Regions from separate parts of the Rattus norvegicus genome. Here region 1 is linked to region 2. Evidence: chromatin contacts called from public Hi-C data. All regions are on one chromosome and are shown on one strand. Each heading gives the region's core, a stretch centred on a gene start, on an enhancer-like site or on the middle of the called end of the contact. The rest is flanking DNA. Distances are from core to core; before and after follow the strand shown. Region 1 has its middle 140 kb from the start of Hes1. Region 2 has its middle 55 kb from the start of Hes1.

Evidence for each region. A called contact is a pair of places that touch in the nucleus more often than the background predicts.
Region 1: a Hi-C map of mammary epithelial cells shows a contact between it and region 2, with 2.6 times the contacts expected there. The contact joins two enhancer-like sites. A contact is called at or near these places in 2 of 12 Hi-C or Micro-C datasets (Schwann cells and mammary epithelial cells).

The regions. Positions count from the first base shown.
Region 1 is chr11:84,352,755-84,356,506 of GRCr8, reverse strand. No RefSeq gene overlaps it. Among named protein-coding and RNA genes, the nearest start is that of Hes1, 140 kb to the right of the region's middle. Within about 2 kb of position 1,651, at least 23 of the 93 cell types and tissues checked have an H3K27ac peak or open chromatin away from gene starts, as enhancers often do. A contact at or near this core is called in Schwann cells, where this site is marked.
Region 2 is chr11:84,266,136-84,269,962 of GRCr8, reverse strand. No RefSeq gene overlaps it. Among named protein-coding and RNA genes, the nearest start is that of Hes1, 55 kb to the right of the region's middle. Within about 2 kb of position 2,447, at least 71 of the 93 cell types and tissues checked have an H3K27ac peak or open chromatin away from gene starts, as enhancers often do. A contact at or near this core is called in Schwann cells, where this site is marked.

The DNA.
Region 1 (3,752 bases), core at 402-2,901, 87 kb before region 2:
GAACCCCTGGAAACCTGTCAAGACAATATTGGTGGAAGTACATGCTAACTGTGAAATTAAGTCCTCTGGGACTTGGAGATCTAGGCTCACCCCATGTATCTCAGAATCGGCTCCACATGGTCCCGTCATATGGATAGACGGCCCCTGCCCCATCACTTCAGACATCTTGATACAACTTTCCTACATTCAGCCAAATATTTTCCCTGGAGAGTAAAAGAAACGACAACAGGGAGAGAGACCTAACAGAATTAATGGCTCCTCGGGTACATGGAGAGGAGTCTGATGTTCCAAACCAAACATCCCTGTCCCCATGACCTTCTATCATCTGGGTTCCAGTTGCTTGCTCTCCTGGCTGAGATCCTGGAGGTATCTATGATCAGAATGAAGTTAGAAGTAACCGGAACCAGCGTCATTCAAACTGACACCACATGGTCACATTGCGGCTAAATCTGGGTCCTCATGTGCACAGGCTGATGGCAACACCCTTGGACGTATGGGAAGGAACGCCTGATACCACCCATCTCCTTGTCCCCAAAGCCACCTGAAAACATTACGTCGCTCCTAATGCAAACACACAGTGGACAGGGAGGGTGACCAAGCCCCAACAGCTGTCATCTCTCTCCAGAATCTCCCTTTGTTCTCCCCCCACCTCAACCCCCTTAGTCTGGTTCTGACTGGGATGACATGTAACTTCCTCAGAGCCTTTCTATCATCTCTGGTTCTCGGTTTGGACAGCTCTTCGCTCTGCACAGGGAATCTGTGTCCCATGGACACTCCTCATCCCCAAAGCAAGAGGCTTCACAGGTTCCGCTAAGAGGCACCAAGGAGGAAATATTACTTCCTGGTTAACAGACTGAAATCCCGACCACGGAAGTCGGCGATAGAATCAAGTTCCGCAACTACATACAATATGATGGGCTCATCCTGGGGCCTCCACAGCCCATCCTACCATTCCCCTACTTCTCGGGAATTCCACCGGCACCTCAGAATGCAGCCATGGGCCAGATTCCTCAAAAAGACGAGCAGTCTGGAGGAATTAGGAAGTTGTAGCTACATAAGAAATTGGCTCCCGAAACTGCTCGGCAGTGCTGGAGCACGCCTTTAATCCCAGCGCTCAGGAGGCAGAAGCAGGCGGATCTCTGGGTTCTGGGCCAGCCTGGTCTACAGAGTGAATTAAAAAAAAAAAAAAAGGCTCCTCGCCTCATTGAGACATCAAACACTGCCTCGAAGGGCCTGTACTCAAGTATCTCATTTGAATCGAGACAATCCAGTGACAAAAACGGACCTGGCATTGTCTAGATGGGGAAACTGAGGCTCGGAGATGAGAATGCGAATTATCCCCCAATTAATATAACTAACCAGAAGAGGGGTCGATTAGAACTGAAGCCTCCAGTTGCTGTCTGATGCTCTACGCTAGCGCACTTACAGTTATAGCCCCGCCCCCCTCCCCAAGTGATTTACGCATGCCTCAACAACCCAGTTAACAGGGGTTTCCAAACAGCCCTTGCCCTGTAGCTCTAGCCCCGAACCCATGATGGCGCAGTGACATCCTGCAAGATAAAGAGGCCCCAAAGAACAGACAGCCACACCCTGAGACACTCCAGGCACTGCTGACTCAGGAGGAACGTTCCCACGGGTGACCACAGCCTGCTCCAGGCTGTTGCCCAGGAGACAAAAGAATCAGCACAGAGCTGCCTGCCCTGCCCAGACTCTCAGGGCAATAGCTTAGCCCCCGAAGCTGGCAAGCGCTCACCACTTGGGTGTGACTCGGCAGGGTGCCCGGGCCCTGGCAAGCCCGTCCAGGTCTCCATTCCTGGTAACACACTCATGCATGTGGGAGAAGAGTCCAGCTGCAGCCCAATCTCAGCAGCTGATTGGAACACGGAATAGCAGAAATCTCCACCGGACTGGGCCCTTTTCCGGGAGGTTATTTGAATGTGAGCTTTAATGCCATTCTTTCGAAGAGTTAAACAGCAGACTGGTAAATGCAGCTTTTACAAGCATGTCTTCTTATCCACCATGGGGAGACAGTCCTGAGGTCATCACTGAGTGCATGTGTGCAAAGAGAGATGGAAAGGCTCCGGAGAGGACCAAGCATCCTCAGTTCAAATCCCATTCTCCTAGTTATTTGTTTGTTTACTCATTTATTTATTGTTTATTGTACTTACTTGTTTGTTTTTGAGTCAGGGTTCTCTGTGTAGCTATGGCTGTCCTAGAACTCACTCTGTAGAGCGAGCTAGCCTCAAACTCACAAAAATCCGCCTGCCTCTGCCTCCTGAGTGCTGAGTTAAGAGGCGTGCACCACCACCATTACCTGGGTCTCCTTTCTAATGGCTGCCTTAGGTACATAACCCGTTATCGATGTACTTGAGCCTGCCTCTTTCCTTCCTTCCTTCCTTCCTTCCTTCCTTCCTTCCTTCCTTCCTTCCTTCCTTCCTTTCTCTCTTCTCTCTTTATACCACCCCCCCCTTTTGTTCCCACTCACTACTGCAGTGGAAGCTTATACACAGAATGTGGGGAAACTAAGGTCAGGGATAAAAACCTACATCACTTCAGAAAGACAATTATTGACCTTCCCTCCTTAGGTGCAATCAGCCACTGACCCAACACGGGTCTGGTTCACCCTGGCACACTCCTGTACGAAGCCTGGAGTCTTCCAATAGCTGTTTCAGGCAGAGTTTAGGCAAAGACACAACAAAAGAGAGGTTGGTTTGCTTTGCCTGCCCCTTGTAGCTCTCGGCTTTCTTGTCTGTGACTGGAGGAGGCTAATATCTAACTCACAGAGCTATGATAGTTAAATAAGATAGTGTTGTCAAGGTTTGGAGATTCTAACGGACCTTCACTGACAACTTGATTGGATTAAGGACATTAGTAACGCTGTAAGACGCCTATGAGAGTATCCAGACGGGATTCACAGAAGGAAAAAGACCTGTCCTTAATGTGAGTAGCACCATCCCACAGTTTTGGGCCCTGGACTAAATAAAAAGAGAAAAAGGAGAAGGCCAGGCAAGTGCTAGGGTTTTTCTCCTCTGTCTCCCGGTCCACTGAGATGAGAGCAGGCAGCCTTTGAGTTCCTACACACCCTCCCCATCAAAACAGACTGTACCCTCAAACCATGAGCCAAAAGAAACCTTTCTTCCTTAACTCCGTTCTTTTATTTATTTATTTATTATTATTATTATTATTATTATTATTATTATTATTTGGTTCTTTTTTTCGGAGCTGGGGACCGAACCCGAGGCCTTGCGCTTCCTAGGCAAGCGCTCTACCACTGAGCTAAATCCCCAACCCCAACTCCGTTCTTAACAGGTATTTTGTTACAGCAACAGAAAAGTAGCTAATACAGAAAATTGTTATCAGAGTGTGGGGTATTTGCCATTATAAACCTGACCCTGCGGTTCTTAAGCCTTTAGAACTGGTTGACAGGAGGAGTGTGAAAGCGTTTAGAGCCTTGGGATAGCAAAGCCCTAGCATGCTGCAAGCAGAGGTTAATAGACCATTTTGGTGGAGTATGGGACCCCAGAATCCACAGAGAAAGGCAACCCTTGCTCAGGAGGCTTCTCAGAAGAATAAGGGATCTATTGGGAATCATTTTACATCTGGCAAATACTACGGATATGGCTGGAACTTGTCCTGACAAAGTAATGAGCTACGTTGCTTGATGGGAAAATTCAAGACCGTGTGACATTCAGTACAGCATTGTTACTTCTCCTTACCTTCCATCAGATTTAGGGAGAATTCAAAGGAGAAAG
Region 2 (3,827 bases), core at 1,198-3,697:
CCATGCTCGCCCTTTGATGCTTGCTACTTCTGGCCTCTACGCCCAGATTTCTGGCACCCAAGCAGGCCAGCCACGAATCTGCTTCAGTGTTTGCTCCTTGGAACCCACTGAAGTACCCTGTTGTAGACCGAATTCTCTCCTGAAATACTAATCGAAACTCTTAAGGTAACAGTATTTGGAAGTGGACCTTTATAGAAATCGTTTGAGGTCCCAAGAACGGCATCCCCATCTGACAGGGCTGTTGTCCTTATGAAAGGCACGACAGAGCTCTGTGCCACGGGAGGACAGAGAGAAAGTGGCTGCTTTCTCTGGAATTTTGGATTCCTTAAATAACACAGAAATGTTATAAGGATGCACTTTTGTTTTAATCCCAAGTGTGGGGATGTGGAGCTGTTTCAGCGTCTCTGCAGCAGCTGTGATTTTCCTCGTGCTCTAGCAGAGACATGCTTTTGCCAGCTGCAGATAATTTCCGCAGTTGCTTGACCTCTGGAATTCTGGGAACTTTTCAGAGGGTATATAAATGCTAGAGCCCCACTAGGCAGGGTGGGTGGGTGGATGCAGTCTGGTAGCAGTCACCCTCAGAGAAGAACAGAAGGAAAGAATTGGATTCAAGAATCTCTCCCCCTCTATCTGTTCTTTCCTATCTAGTGATAAGGGGTGAAATGGGGGGGGGGGGTAAAGAATGGGAAAAGAAGAATCCACAGAAAGCAGAGACTATCTACAAACTGCCTACAAGCCAAGTAAGAGGGACTTCAGTCGGATTAAGTCACCCATGCCATAGTCTTTGACTTTAGCATCCAGAACTAGGTGTCAGACCATGTCTGCCGCCAGTCTCTGGTATTTTAGCAGTTGTGTATGGATTAATGACAGGGATCTCTCAACTGATGTTATCCTTATGGGAACTGCACAGCGTGCACTTAGACAAAGTAAGATGGGTAAGGTGTCACTAGATGATACACTCTTCGAGAACCACCACTATGATGCGTTGCTAACTAGAGTTTCCTTATTCAGAGCACACAAGGACTAATACGGCACCCCAAAGATCGACAAATGCCTTTCCCCCCTTTTTTCTTCTTCCTCCTCCCTCTCTTCCTCACTAGATACTAATAGAAAACAGAGGCTGGCCTCGAACTTGTGATTCTCCTGCCTCGGCTTCCTCCGTGCAGGGGTCATAGGAATGTGGAACCACACCCTACTCAGATTTATGTTCTACAGATGGGAGATTTGAGACCGAAAGATTAGCCTGACCGAGGTCACACGTCTGGGCAACAAGGTTCTGAACCTGTGATAAATAGTGTTGACAAGCGTTCATGAGGGGGTGCGCTCAACCGGCAGAATGGCTGTCACACGCAGAATTCTGTGTTGTTGATGGGGAGGGTCAGGGAGTTTACATAGAAGAGTAGCACTTCTTTGAATGAGAAGCAGGAGAGAGAAAGAGACTAGTTAGGCAGGCTGTGACTGATGCCATAGTCAGGGACAGAAATCAAGTGCAATGGGGGACTTCAGGAGAAGCAGCTGTTGAACTAGATGAGGTCAACCTGGGAAGACCCACAGAGGTGAGTGGGTCAGCACCCACTGTCAAAGACAAGCAGGGTGAAGAAACAGAAATAGATCAAGTGGAGGAGAGCTGGGTACAGCAGAGAACCCACCCACCAGGCCCCTAGTCTCCTAGGGTGATCCCCCACACACCTCGACCCCTCAAAAAAGCAGCAGGAGGCTGATGCTAGGTGAAGCCACTGGATCCCTGGATTCTTGAGGTTTGCCCCCAGCCCCATCTGTTGGCGTCCCAACTGCCCTGGAAGACAGGACACCACAAGAATCCTTGGCTGAGGAGACACTTGGCCTAGGAGTGGAGAACTTGGCTTGGAACAAAGGCACACTGAGCTGTCTCCATTCTTGGATGGCTGCCACCCAGAATGTGACTTTGCCTACATCTCCCTGCATGGCTAGGCATTGGAGACCTTGGCCCTGGCAGACTTCTGGATTCATGTGACTCTCACCCGATGGCTAGAGGGGAGGCTGACCCCACATTGAGGTGGAGGGCTCTTGCCTAGCTCCCGGAGGGAAGGGTCAGGCAGAGTGGAACCTCTTGCTCAGGGCTGGCAGGGTCCAGACTGGAGCTGTCACACAATTCCAGTGAGGCCGGTCCCCTGCCTAGCCCTCCGTTCTCTGGCCCTTCCCGGAAAGAGGTCACCGCCCAGGAGCTCTCATAACAGGGACTCTCTGTGTCCAAGGCCGGCCTGGTGGAGCAGGAGGATGCAGAGGGCCAGCGGGGGCAGGAGAAGGTCGTGCTGGGCCGCTCGCTGCGGGTGGCGCCGCAGCCCCGGGTCGCAGGCAGGGACCGGGCGTGTGGGAGGAGAGGCGGCGCGCGCTCGGAAGTGGCCCCGGGCGGCCTCCCGGGCGGGCGGCTCCTGTTTCCCGGCTCCCGAGCGGGCGGGCGCGGGCCAGCTGCTGGGAGGTGAGCGGAGCAGCGTTTTCCCACAGTCTGGGGCGGTGACACATGGCGCTCACACATTCCACAGCCGGCGGCCGCGCCAGGCCTGGCGGTGAGTCAAGGCAGCGCGGGGAGCTGCCGAGAGCAGGTTCCGACTTTGGCACCCGGCGCGCCGCCTTCCCGCCTTGCCCAGCCGGGCGGGGGCGGAGGGGGAGGGGACGCCGGTTAACCCTTGGCGAGCTAGGCGTGCCGCAGCAGAGGCTCGGATGCAGGCCCACTGAGGAGGGAGTTGGGGGAGATGAATGCATCACTACTGGGGAAACCAAGTCCCGGGTGCGTTCTTTGCTTTTTCAGACGAGGGGGTGGGGTGGGACGGGGGTTGGAGGCGGTATCTTTAATCCAAATTGGTCTGAATTCACTGTGCCTTCGAGCTTCTGGTGATGCTCCTAGTTACAAAGCAGAAAACCCGAGAAGTTGCTCCTTCGAGAAGGTGCCACTCCTGGCTTTTAGATTCAGACACTGCCAGAGAGACTGGAGGGGTAAGGAGAAGGCTAACTATCACTGTCCCTTCATCAAGACTCTCCCTTCTGAGCCTGACCGCTGTGACCAGGACCCGCTCCGGTGTGTGTTCATCGACTGGATCAGAAGTTTGGATCGCAGTTCATTCTGGCAGTAGTTGTACAGATAGAAGGAAACAGCTGGAAGCCTCTGCGGACAAATGCACACCCACATAACCACACACCAAAAAAGGAGGGGGACTGTGACTGTGGTGGGTGTTGTCCCCATGGGAAGGCCGAGCACTCCAAACGTGGCTTCCCTTGGGCGTGTGTGACCTCTGCTTGACTTCTGCAGCTGTTGCTGCAACCATTCCCACCCCGATCTCTGCACCCACGTATTCTGAGACCACACAAGCCTGCAGCTTTCTTCAAACTTTAAGGTCCCACAGACCAAGTTTCAAACTTCGCGTTTTTTTTCTTTTGAGTAATGTAGCCCAGGCTAGCCTTGGATCTTACAGGAGCATGCCGCCACACCCAGCACCTGGTTTATTAGAGAGACTTAAGTGAAGTTCCAGAAGTTAGGACCGGTAAACTTCACTTCGGTGTCTAGATGTAGTTCAGATTGTCGTCCCCCCCCCCCCACACACACACACACAACCTTTTCCTCTCGCCTCCCTACAGCAGGTACTTGTGAGCCCCTCCCCCACAGACCTGCCAATCACCATCTCTAAGCATCACAGGAAGTGTGTCTTCCAGGGCTCAGATTTTGTAGAACCTAGTAGGACTTTTTGAGCTCTTCTTTTGGTTGGGGAAATAAACCACGCCTAGCCTCTGACTAAGTCAATAAGTGCTCAGTTATGCTAGTGTGATCAAAGGACCGGCCAATATGTCCCCTC